Regions from separate parts of the Triticum aestivum genome. Here region 2 is linked to region 1. The links are chromatin contacts, called in public Hi-C maps. All regions are on one chromosome and are shown on one strand. Each heading gives the region's core, a stretch centred on a gene start, on an enhancer-like site or on the middle of the called end of the contact. The rest is flanking DNA. Distances are from core to core; before and after follow the strand shown. Region 1 has its middle 38 kb from the start of LOC123092239. Region 2 holds the start of LOC123092240 (probable galacturonosyltransferase 7).

Region 1 (5,693 bases), core at 724-3,223:
AAAATGTTCACTGATTGAAAATTGTTCATTTATTTGAAAACAGTTCATGCATTTCCAAAGATGTTCATCAAAGCAAAAAAATGTGCAAGATTTTTACAACTATTTTCACTATCTTTTTAAAAAATCATAAATTTAGAAAAATCACAATTTAAAAATGTTTACGAATTTGAATGACGTTCACAAAAGTAAAACATAAATGAGAAAATAAAAAAACTGAAAGAGGAACAGTACATGAAAAAATAATTAAAAAATGATAACAAGAAAGGAAAGAATCAAAATGAAAAAATCAGAAAAAAGCGAAGGTAAAAACACAAAAATATTAAAAATAGGGTATGGGAATATTCCAGAACCTTCCTAAAACCGAAAAGGATCTAGGTGAGCCGGCCCAAGGGTACGCTAGGTCGCTATTTGACAACCTACAAGCCGGGCACCCCTATTTCTCGCGTGATAGCCAGCCCAGCCGCGGCACCCCTATATATATAGGGAAAATGCATCCTACTACCGGGTGTAGTTACACCTCTTTCTCATATACTACTATGTGGTAGTATATACTCTATTTTATTATTTTTACTATGTTCATATACTATATCTAAGATACTATAAAGAGAGTTATCTGAAAAAATTGCATGTGAGCCCATGTTTTTATAATATTTGTCAAATACGTACATATTTGTACATAAAAATGAGTATGCTCAAAATATACTACATACTATCTAAAAAATAGTATATATATACTACCTAAACATTCTTACATACTACATACTACACGTACATACTCTCCGATATGATAGATACTACCTAGAACGTATGAAACAAAACTGGGAGTAACTACACCCGGTAGTAGGAAAATTTTGTCCTATATATGTAACACAATTGAAAAGAATAATAAATAAGTATTAAAAAATGTTGAACAAGATATTGAAAAATATTGAACAAGTATTTGAAAATGTTGAATAAGTATTAAAAATGTTGAGCAAGTATTTGACAAAGATTGAATATTTATTAAAAATGTTGAAAGAATATATGAAAAATATTAAAAAAGTATTTGAAAATGTGAACAACAACTCGAAAGATGTTGAAAAAGTATTTGAAAAAATGTTGAATAGGCATTAAAATAATGTTGAATGAGTATATGAAGAATATTTAACAAGTATTTGAAAATGTTGAATAAGTATTCAAAAATAGTATTTAAAAAATCTTGAATAACTATTAAAATGTTGAACAATTATTTGAAAATTTATTCAAATGTTGAGCAATTATTTGAAAAATATTGAATAAGCATTCGGACAATGTTGAACGTGTATACAAAAAATGCTGACTGTTACAAAAATGTAGAGTGAAAACAAAAATAAAAATAAGAAAACAGAAAAGAAAAAAATAGAAAAGAAAAAGAAAACCAGAACAAAAATGGAGGAAAAAACCAAACAAAAATGGAGATGAAAAAAGAAAAGAATGAAAAAAATAAACAGACGAAACAAAAGAAAAGAAAATATAGCAAAAAAAATTAAAACCTAAAAACAAACAAAATAAACCAATAAAAGATGAAAACCAAAAAGAAACAAAATAAACCAAAGAAACAGGAAAATGACAAAACTGAAAAAACACGAAGAATAAAAAAGAAAAGGAAACCAAAAAGGGAAAAAAGAGAGGGAAAAAAAAGAAGAAAAGGAAAAAACAGAGAAAAACTGTAATTTCTTGCTTCAAGTAAGTCACGCCCGTATTTTTTACAAACTGGTTGGCTGGCGTAGTGGCTAGTCCCGCTGCGTGTGTCCGTGACGACCAGGTATCCATCCTTGATGGTCCTGCTTTTTCCCGTCTATTTTTCTAGCGCGGTAATGGGCCAGCCCACCAGAGAAACTCTCGACGCGAGACTAGTCTGAGGGATCGCTTAATGCGACAAATAGCTCTTGCGAAGAGGACCTTCTGGTGCGATGTAAATTCTGTCAATAATTGATGACTCTCAAACGTTGGCAGGGGGCAGGCCCCTGCTTGCCCGTGAGAGCTATATCTCGCCTGACACGAGGTGGGCATATCCTATTTGGCGCTTATGCGCCGGTTGGCGGCGCCTGCAGGCATTTCTTATTGGGCCGGCCCGTTACGTTCTTTTTTTTTTGGTTTTGAACTAGCAAAAACTGTGTGCAGACGGGGATTCGAACACACGACCAAGTTGTTGAAAGCGCACTGCTGTAGCCACAAGGGACACCCGCTCGAGCGTGTAAGGTTAGCTCGTCTTTCTCTTTTTTACTTTGTTTCTTCAGTTCAGTTTCTTTTTTATTCTTTTTCTTTTTTCTTTGTTTACTTTAGTGCGCGGTTTTTTTTCAAATTCGATGAACTTTTTTCAGAACCGACGAATTTCCTTTAATTGAAAGAACTTTTTTGAAATTTGATGTACTTTTTTTGCAAAATCGCTTAACTTTTTCAAAAACCCATGAACTTTTTTCATATCCCATGAACTTTTTTCAAATCCGATGAACTTTTTTAAAATTGTTGTGAACTTTTTGCCAAAAAAAATTCAAATCCGATGAACTTTTTTGAAAAGTTGGTGAACTTTTTCAAAATTTGATGAACTATTTTTCAAATCCGATGAACTTTTTTGAAATTCAATGAACTTTTTCCAAATTTCAGTGAACTTTTTTGCAAATCCATGAACTTATTTCAAACTCATGGTCATTTTTCATTGTTGTGAACTGTTTTTTCAAAATTATTGCACTTTTTTCATTTCATGAACTTTTTTTTTGAAAGTCAATGAACGTTTTCTTCCAAAATGAAGAACTTTTTTCAAAATCATGATCTTTTTTCCAAATAATTCAAAAAATTAAATCATGACTATGTTCAATAGAATAGCACCGTGGCCTTGTTATTAATCTGCTGCCTCTGTTAGTAGTCACAGATAGCAAGTAGCTCATGCGGCTGGTGGCACCTGTTTGTTAGCATGCGGTGGCGAGTTCGAGTCCTGAGGAGAGCATCATTTTTACCCGATTTTGGTTTTGTGAGCGTTTTGTGTTCTCTGTTTTGCACTCTTCATGGGCCGGCCCAGCGCGGGGCGCTGCAGGCGCCAGGAGCGCCTGCAGCGCCTGCAGCGCCGTATAGGAGCTCCCCACGAGGTGGAAGCTCAACTCGCTGAAGGGTGCGCGCCTATGGACCGGCCCATCAGTGTAGGTTCGCTGGTTATGGTTTGCTCTGCTTTGATTTCTCTGGAGTTTTTCTTCTTCTTTTTTTGTTCTTCTTTTTCTGCCAGTTTCTTTTGTTTTCACACCACTTTTCTTCGGCTTTTATTTTTCTTCTTCTTCATAACTTTGTTTTCTTTATGGGCCGGCCCAGCGCGGGGCGCTGCAGGCGCCAGGAGCGCCAACGGGCGCCTGCAGCGCCGTATAGGAGCTCCCCACGAGGTGGAAGCTCAACTCGCTGAAGGGTGTGCGCCTATGGACCGGCCCATCAGTGTAGGTTCGCTGGTTATGGTTTGCTCTGCTTTGTTTTCTCTGGGGTTTTTCTTCTTCTTTTTTTGTTCTTCTTTTTCTGCCAGTTTCTTTTCTTTTCGCACCACTTTTCTTCGGCTTTTATTTTTCTTCTTCTTTATAACTTTGTTTTCTTTATTTCTCACTGGTGTCCTTTGTTTTTCGGTGGTTTTCTCTCATTTTTATTTCTTTCTTCGTAAAACTTTGCTTTCATTGTTTCTTTCTTCATTTTATTTTGTTTTCTTAGTTTTTTTTGTTTCTTTGTCGGTTTTTATTGGGTTTTCTTTCTTCATTTTACCCGTTTTTGGTTTTGTGAGCGTTTTGTGTTCTCTGTTTTGCACTCTTCATGGGCCGGCCCAGCGCGGGGCGCTGCAGGCGCCAGGAGCGCCAACGGGCGCCTGCAGCGCCGTATAGGAGCTCCCCACGAGGTGGAAGCTCAACTCGCTGAAGGGTGCGCGCCTATGGATCGGCCCATCAGTGTAGGTTCGCTGGTTATGATTTGCTCTGCTTTGATTTCTCTGGGGTTTTTCTTCTTCCTTTTTTGTTCTTCTTTTTCTGCCAGTTTCTTTTGTTTTCACACCACTTTTCTTCGGCTTTTATTTTTCTTCTTCTTCATAACTTCGTTTTCTTTATGGGCCGGCCCAGCGCGGGGCGCTGCAGGCGCCAGGAGCGCCAACGGGCGCCTGCAGCGCCGTATAGGAGCTCCCCACGAGGTGGAAGCTCAACTCGCTGAAGGGTGCGCGCCTATGGACCGGCCCATCAGTGTAGGTTCGCTGGTTATGGTTTGCTCTGCTTTGTTTTCTCTGGGGTTTTTCTTCTTCTTTTTTTGTTCTTCTTTTTCTGCCAGTTTTTTTCTTTTCGCACCACTTTTCTTCGGCTTTTATTTTTCTTCTTCTTCATAACTTTGTTTTCTTTATTTCTCACTGGTGTCCTTTGTTTTTCGGTGGTTTTCTCTCATTTTTATTTCTTTCTTCGTAAAACTTTGCTTTCATTGTTTCTTTCTTCATTTTATTTCGTTTCCTTAGTTTTTTTTTCTTTGTCGGTTTTTATTGGGTCTTCTTTCTTCATTTTACCCGATTTTGGTTTTGTGAGCGTTTTGTGTTCTCTGTTTTGCACTCTTCATGGGCCGGCCCAGCGCGGGGCGCTGCAGGCGCCAGGAGCGCCAACGGGCACCTGCAGCGCCGTATAGGAGCTCCCCACGAGGTGGAAGCTCAACTCGCTGAAAGGTGCGCGCCTATGGACCGGCCCATCAGTGTAGGTTCGCTGGTTATGGTTTTCTCTGCTTTGATTTCTCTGGGGTTTTTCTTCTTCTTTTTTTGTTCTTCTTTTTCTGCCAGTTTCTTTTGTTTTCACACCACTTTTCTTCGGCTTTTATTTTTCTTCTTACTCATAACTTTGTTTTCTTTATGGGCCGGCCCAGCGCGGGGCGCTGCAGGCGCCAGGAGCGCCAACGGGCGCCTGCAGCGCCGTATAGGAGCTCCCCACGAGGTGGAAGCTCAACTCGCTGAAGGGTGCGCGCCTATGGACCGGCCCATCAGTGTAGGTTCGCTGGTTATGGTTTGCTCTGCTTTGTTTTCTCTGGGGTTTTTCTTCTTCTTTTTTTGTTATTCTTTTTTTGCCAGTTTCTTTTGTTTTCGCACCACTTTTCTTCGGCTTTTATTTTTCTTCTTCTTCATAACTTTGTTTTCTTTATTTCTCACTGGTGTCCTTTGTTTTTCGGTGGTTTTCTCTCATTTTTATTTCTTTCTTCGTAAAACTTTGCTTTCATTGTTTTTTTCCTCATTTTATTTCGTTTCCTTAGTTTTTTGAGTTTCTTTGTCGGTTTTTATTGGGTTTTCTTTCTTTATTTTACCCGATTTTGGTTTTGTGAGCGTTTTGTGTTCTCTGTTTTGCACTCTTCATGGGCCGGCCCAGCGCGGGGCGCTGCAGGCGCCAGGAGCGCCAACGGGCGCCTGCAGCGCCGTATAGGAGCTCCCCACGAGGTGGAAGCTCAACTCGCTGAAGGGTGCGCGCCTATGGACCGGCCCATCAGTGTAGGTTCGCTGGTTATGGTTTGCTCTGCTTTGATTTCTCTGGGGTTTTTCTTCTTCTTTTTTTGTTCTTCTTTTTCTGCCAGTTTCTTTTGTTTTCACACCACTTTTCTTCGGCTTTTATTTTTCTTCTTCTTCATAACTTTGTTTTCTTTATGGGCCGGCCCAGCGCGGGGCGCTGCAGGCGCCAGGAGCGCCAACGGGCGCC
Region 2 (6,765 bases), core at 3,382-5,881, 56 kb before region 1:
TACCCAATTCAAGCCAAGGTTTCATATTACCATTGTAATGCAACGATGCAGAAGTTCGGATCACTTTTTCTTCAATTCCGTACTGATAGCCAAGCCCAGATAAAGTCAACCTCTCATCAAGAGGATATACAAGATTCTGGAAGGAAAGCAAGCTTATAGGTAAAGCTGCAGCTCGTAGTGAGGCCTCATCGTCATTGTTCCGGAACTGTAATAGAATAAGAGTAGAAGTGCTAAATAAGCTAATCACTTCATGCAAGATGGGCCCAAATCATGCATTTTTCAAATAGACTGAAAGTAAAGAGTTTAAGATAGCATCACAATTGCTCACTATATCAAGTACGGATGATGATAGCTGGAAATATTGGAACAAAACAAAATACAATGCATGCTTTAGAACTTGAAATAAAAGCAGGCTGACAACAGACCAACCTTTTCCAGGAGTTGCAGGTAATTCTCTGTAACATTATACTCTCTCCATTTTTCCAAATTAATGACATTCAACCCAGACATCCATGCACATGACTGGGGATCGTACATTGCCTCGCCGAGAAGGTTTCTTAGTTGGCCCAGTCTCAGGCCACAAAACTTGACTGCGGCATTTACCTTATCTCCCATATCAAGATTCCACAAGAAAGAGAGATCACGTTGAACAATGACATCATCATCCAACACAATCACCTTCTTTAAATCTTTAAATATTTCCGGAATAAAGAAATGTGAGTGACTAAACACTGATAAATACTCCATTCTAGATTTCTCGGTAGGTCGCTCAAAGCTACTGATGAAAACACGGAATTCCTCAGGCATATACAACTGCTGCATGCTGAAATCTGGCAAACTCTCCAAAATAATATGCTCGTAGTTAATGACATTGACAGCTGATTCTCTGTAGGCATTTCTTGAAAACCAATGCTTCATTGCATAGAAATTTTGAGCATCGGTTAGTACATGAAAGACTACATTCCTGGTCTCCTGCAAAACACCAAAAGGAACATCAGCAATGCCAAACCCAGAAGATGTTCAATCAGCAAAAGAGTATAAGTTGCCTGCATACCTCAGAACTACTAACAGATGAGTTGATGACAACGGAAGCGGCAAGCACATTTTTAGATAATATAACGTAGTGCCTATGATCTGGAACATTAAACTTATGGACAGGAGAGTCATCTGAATCCAATGTAGTTGATTTAAAATATTCTACTGTCAACCTCATATTAAGACAGTGATGACTTTTGGGCATCGTGTGAACACCAAGGTTGTATAAGTAGGCACTCTGCTTCATATGAAAATGAGCTTCATCGTCCGTCATATGAAGTATCTGGCGAAGCTTTTTGTCAACATTGTTACAATCCACAGTGCATGATTTGGCTCTTGCTATTGCACGGTCCATCCTCTCTATCTTCTTTTTTATGCTGAAAGCGCAGGTCAAGTGTCATTCAGTAACAAACAATTAAATGCAGTCATGACTGATAGTACTTTCCCAGTCAACCATACCGGATACAAATTCAATATGAACACTAAGAAAAAATATACATGTAAGATGTAACAAAGCATTTCAACCCCATGCAATGCATAAATGATCTGTTGTCATAATTTCAACATACAAGATGGAACCATGAAATGCTAAACGGGTCAAGAAGAATAACAAGCATGCCGAATAAATACTCACAAGGATGGTAGATCAGCATCAACAATGGATTCACTTAGAACCCTTTCATGTTCTTGGATATTCTGCTTCAATTCACGAGTCAGTGCCTCCTTTCCTTTAAGTTTGGCAATGCTCGGGTAGTAAGATCGAGCCACAAATAGCTGATCTTTTAGTTTTTTTACAATGGCATCTTTCATAACTTCTTTGTGTTCAATGGACCAGAGACAGTAACTCCCGAATTCAAGTTGACAAGCCTTAGCCTTCTCCAATTCATCAGCACTTGGGACCCTGGGACGTCTCATGTTGTCACTGAAATCCTGGCATCAATATATTCTCCAAACCATCAGTACTTCTCTTAAAAGAGTAACAAAATTACAGCTTGGGCTCAAGTAAGAAAAAGTAAGTATATATTAATGGGAAAATGAAGTTATGCTTCAGAAGGTAAAGCATGACTTATGTACAAAGAGAAACAGCAAAATAAGAGCCATCATACTTTTCTGGGTGGAACTGGAACTGGTACTGGCTTCACTTGTTCAATTTTTGGTGGGGGGAGAACTGCATACAGTGCCAATTAGTGGGTCAGCGTAACCAACTGAAACATGAGTACATCATGAGAAGAGAATCGGGTAGAGAAGACACACTACAAACGCATACATTGCTTGATCTTAGAAGAAAAAGTATGGTTAATTATCATCACATCCTAGATAAACACACCAGCATTTGTTCAGAGTTATGTATTAATAGTTTATTTTAAGATATAGTGGCAAAAAGGCGTGCACTGGAAACAAGTAACAGCGAAGATGGTGAGGTGCTGAAGCAAATTGAGTAAAAGGCCAACTATTTTTCAGTGTCCAGGTAACTGGTTTCCTACAACATTATAATATTTTTCCTGAAACATTTCGAAATGATGTATATCTAAAAGTTCACTTACATGAATGGAATTTGGTGCATAATTGATTATGGCATTCTCATATATTCAATTAAACTTTATGTAACAGTGTTGCAGACACTACTAACCTTTAACTTTATGTTCAGTATCAATTTGGTGATGCAAGTCTATATTGCCCTTGGAATTCTTTCCGTGCACATCCTGAAGAAAAAGGAGTAAAGGATAACACATCAATGATTCAAATTATCCAAAGCTGTAACGGAAAACACTAGTAATCTATGCAAAAATAATAACAGAATGTATTAACTGATTCTACAACATATACTTTTCACAGCCTTCATAGTTCATAATCATGAAGAAAGAGACTAGGGTGGAGAGATTAAATATACTACTTCTTTGATATATCACTTTGTTTGGCATCCCTATGGGATGGTTTGTAGCTGTTTGAATTGCTGGCTTGAATTATTTCTGTATGCGTTTTCCATATTGTCCTATTCGGTCGAAGAGAGGTGGCACAGAAGAAGACAATGGTGAGGAGTGCACCATGTTTCTTTAAGCTGACCAAAAAAAAAACACTGTTCAACTCAATTTGGTCTGCTTCAAGTAACCCCATATACTTCATGATACAGTCGGTCAATAAAATTTTCTTTGATTTTTTTTATGTAAGAGCTTATGCACAATTTCCTTTTAGCATAGGCCTAGACTAGATGGTATTTGGAAAAAATGCCTACTCCTGCTGGTAAGTCTGAAACATGCTGATAGACAATACGAGGAAGAGTGGCAGAAATGACTCATGTGAGAGTAGAGCAAGCATGGCCTGTTAATTTTAAACGAACTTGTGGGCTCATGTTTTGGCCTACTGAACAAAAGTCAGGACCAAAGTTCTGAACTGCTATTTTTCATGCTAGTGAACATCAAAGATTATGGGGTACTGTATCTTTTAGTAACAAGGCGTGCTAGTAGGCATCACTAGTGTTATTAAGTTTCATGACATTAAAAGCGGAGAACAAACAGGGGCTAAAACCAAACACTAGAAGTGTCGAACAAAATACACATAGCTTTCCGTGGAATGATCTAGATGCGGTTATATGAGTTCATCAATGTCAGTACATAAGAAAAATGCAAAGCCACTAACCTGAGTAACCTCTGTCTCTGCGTTCACATCTCTACCACCCTGCCGCGGCACTTGATGTACAATCCTGTCTCTTTCTACCACTAAGCGATCGAATGAAGGCAAAGTAACCTCCTAAATCCAGCACAAATGAACACGTGGTAGCAGGAATCAGTCATACTATCCCAACACATCACCATTTTCATAAAAAGCAATCCATGAAAACTTGGACAAACGTCCGCATATATAATTTTAATTTTTGTTAGAAAAAAGAGAAAGTTACCTGTTGGGGGCGCTCATCCGTCACGTACACTGCAGCAAACAACCAAACCAATCAGAAAATCGGCTCAAGTAAGAAGGACAAAAACACCAGAATCCAGCACTAAACGACAATTAACGAAACAACAGATCCGCCGGGAATGGCGCGGATCCGATCGAGTAAGCCGCGGCGCCACCCGCATTACCGAAATCCGGGTAGGGGACAAGAGGGACGTGAAGAACTCACCGGCGGGGAAGCGGTTGAAAAGGAAGGCGATCGGTACGAGCAGCGAGCAGAAGACGAGCGCCAGCACCGCCAGCCGCGGGCCCCTCCGCCTCTTCGCCGGCGGCGCAGTCGCCTTCATAACCTCCTCCCCCTTCCCAAGACCCTAATCTCCGCCGCCGCCGTCGCCGCCGCGTGGCCCTCTACTGATCATACCACCACCGCCACCGCCGAGACGGGGCAGGGCAGCGGCGCGCAGATGAATGCCTCCCGATTGGGGCAATGGCACGGGGACGCCAGTGACGCCGGGCCCGATCGGTGCGTGGCGATTTGGGAGCCGCGGCGCCGGACGCTCGGATTGGTTAGTGTGCGCGAGAAGACAGGGCAGGGAGCGGAGGACGTCGCGTCGCAGGGAGAAAGAGAAAGAGAAAGAGGATTGTATTGTTTCTTCTTGTTTGGATTTGGGATTTGGAGGACAAGGGGTGTCAAGGAATAATGGCCCTTTTGCCTCGCCTGCTGCGTCTCGTTTTCAACCCTTTCCTTTTATTTGGGGTTTTCTGCCTTGTAGAGGAGAGGTTTTATTTGGAGTTTTAACAAAATTCGATTTTGCTATGCTGTTTATTACTTATTCCGCCCTATATTAATTGACGTCTAGATACATCCAGCTCAGGCTCAATTAATATGGGACGGAGGGAATAAAACTTACCGAATTGTAATGGATATCAGTGGTGCTGCGGACAATCTGCTATGGCAGCTCATCCTTGCAGCACTTCGAATTAGTTCCAGCATCTTTCTTTTATATAGAGAAATTTAAAACTCTTTGGGTGCAGGTCATTTCCGATGAGAGACATGTGACATGGGGAACTCTAGTCGCGCCGCCAGTGACCCCAGATCCCCCGTTTTGCCGCTGCCAGAGGGAACAACGACGAAGGCTGTGCGCGCCTAGGGAAGGTGGTGGCGAGGCATTTCTCCTTGTGACGTTAATGCGAGCGCGCCATGGTTGCCTGATGGTGTGGGGCGGGATCATCTCCAGGAGCGACGACCCTTCTCGACCGCAGGGGTTTCTCCTCGTCTCCGGCGTTTCCTCCCACCTCCGAGCTACGGTGACAACTATGGGAGGATGAATTTGAAGGGATTCTGATGGTTCTTTCCCCAGGGTGTTGACATGGTGGTGCGCCAGGCGTGAGAGGCCTCGCAAATGGGCTACTTGTCGGTGCAACTCCAGCCCTGGTGGCCTGGGCATGCCTCCTCCAGCGTCCTTTGTCTGCGTTGTTCTGGCCTTAGTGATATGATAGTTCCGTACCCTTCAGCTTGTTTGCCTCATCGGCTCTCTAGCGGCTCCTGCCCCGACAGTTCAAATCTGCATCTCTCTGATTCTTGGCTCTTTGTAGTCACCCGCCACCGTCAGATCCCTTGCGTCGACTTTCACTGCCTTGTTGTCTCTCCCACCCACCACCTCCATGCTTCGTCCTTCTGACAGATCCAAAGCTCGTGTGTCAGCGACTTTCGGTGCCATTATCCGGCGGCGGACACAACTCCCCTTCTTGTATTGACGGCTCTGGCCAACGACTTGACTTCATCGTCTTTATTTCCTTTCGGTGGCTTTGGGATTGCTTAGACTCACGCTAGGGCAAAAAACCCTGCTCCGCTTGCTGATGTTGGCGGCGGTGACACTCACGGGTGTCGTTCCCTTCTTGGAGGCGTTGTCATGGCCTTTGTTTGTGCCCCTCTTCGAGCACCGGGGGAAACTCCAGGTCTGATTCTTCGGCCGGACGACGATGATGTCAGGTGTCGTTCCCCTTCTTGAAGGAGTCCCCTTGTTTTCTCACGGCGCCCCCGATGGTGGTCTTGGAGATGTTGGCGTCGCGTTGGTTTAGCCTGCCTCTCACGGTGTGGGCAACCGGGGCGCTTTGTCCGACTTCGCCAGCGCTTCCTCCATGGCTCCCGTCTCCATCTCGGTCGGGTCCTGCACTCGATCTTTAGGCGTTCTTGGTAGGGGTACGTTGATCTAGTCGGGTTGGAGTCGTGTGTGCGCGATGGAGGTGCCTTGTGTTGGTTGTGATGCCGTTGGGTATCCTAAGCTCTGTCTCCTCGCCTTCCATGGCTGGAGGCCGGACTAGAAGGTTTTTGTTGCGTTATATTCTCTATTCGGATCGAGCATCCCTTGTCTCTCTGCTGGGCACCATGCCGACGCTGTTTTGCGTTCGTTCTGTGCGTTGTATCGTAACTTGTACTCATTCTAATTTCTTCTATAGTAACGAAAAGATGCGCAAAATCTGCTTACTCACAAAAAAAAAAGACCAATGAGAAAAGAATTTGAAGATTCATAAAAAGACATAGTTATTACAGCCCTAGTTTTCTTGATTTTTTCTAGAAAAGCAACCAATTATTTTAGTTAGAGCTAGTATCTATTCACAACTGAATGGTCAATTATACATTCTGCAGTACTTAGACGCATTTTTGCACGTTCAAATACAAAGTACTTATTCGGACAAAAGAAATTAATCATCTGCCAGTACACCATATATCAGCAAAAAAAGACTTGGAGTATTGCTACATACAGTACACCTGTATATTGCTACGGAAAAATGGGGTGGATCCAAGAAGGTCGCACGCCTGATGTTACAGTGTGCAGT

What was found. A called contact is a pair of places that touch in the nucleus more often than the background predicts.
Region 2: a contact with region 1 is called in a Hi-C map of leaf, with 2.9 times the contacts expected there. The contact joins the promoter of LOC123092240 here to the enhancer-like site in region 1. A contact is called at or near these places in 2 of 5 Hi-C or Micro-C datasets (leaf and an unstated tissue) and 1 of 1 datasets of contacts at active chromatin or transcription factors (leaf).

The regions. Positions count from the first base shown.
Region 1 is chr4B:377,016,716-377,022,408 of IWGSC CS RefSeq v2.1, reverse strand. No RefSeq gene overlaps it. Among protein-coding and RNA genes, the nearest start is that of LOC123092239, 38 kb to the right of the region's middle. Within about 2 kb of position 1,973, at least 4 of the 8 cell types and tissues checked have an H3K27ac peak or open chromatin away from gene starts, as enhancers often do. A contact at or near this core is called in leaf, where this site is marked.
Region 2 is chr4B:377,074,788-377,081,552 of IWGSC CS RefSeq v2.1, reverse strand. It overlaps LOC123092240 (probable galacturonosyltransferase 7), which reads right to left and starts at 4,631. Exons shown (of 9, transcript XM_044513946.1): 1 at 4,154-4,631; 2 at 3,932-3,960; 3 at 3,673-3,783; 4 at 2,666-2,738; 5 at 2,142-2,203; 6 at 1,670-1,965; 7 at 1,055-1,412; 8 at 430-972; 9 at 1-205. The coding sequence starts at 4,271.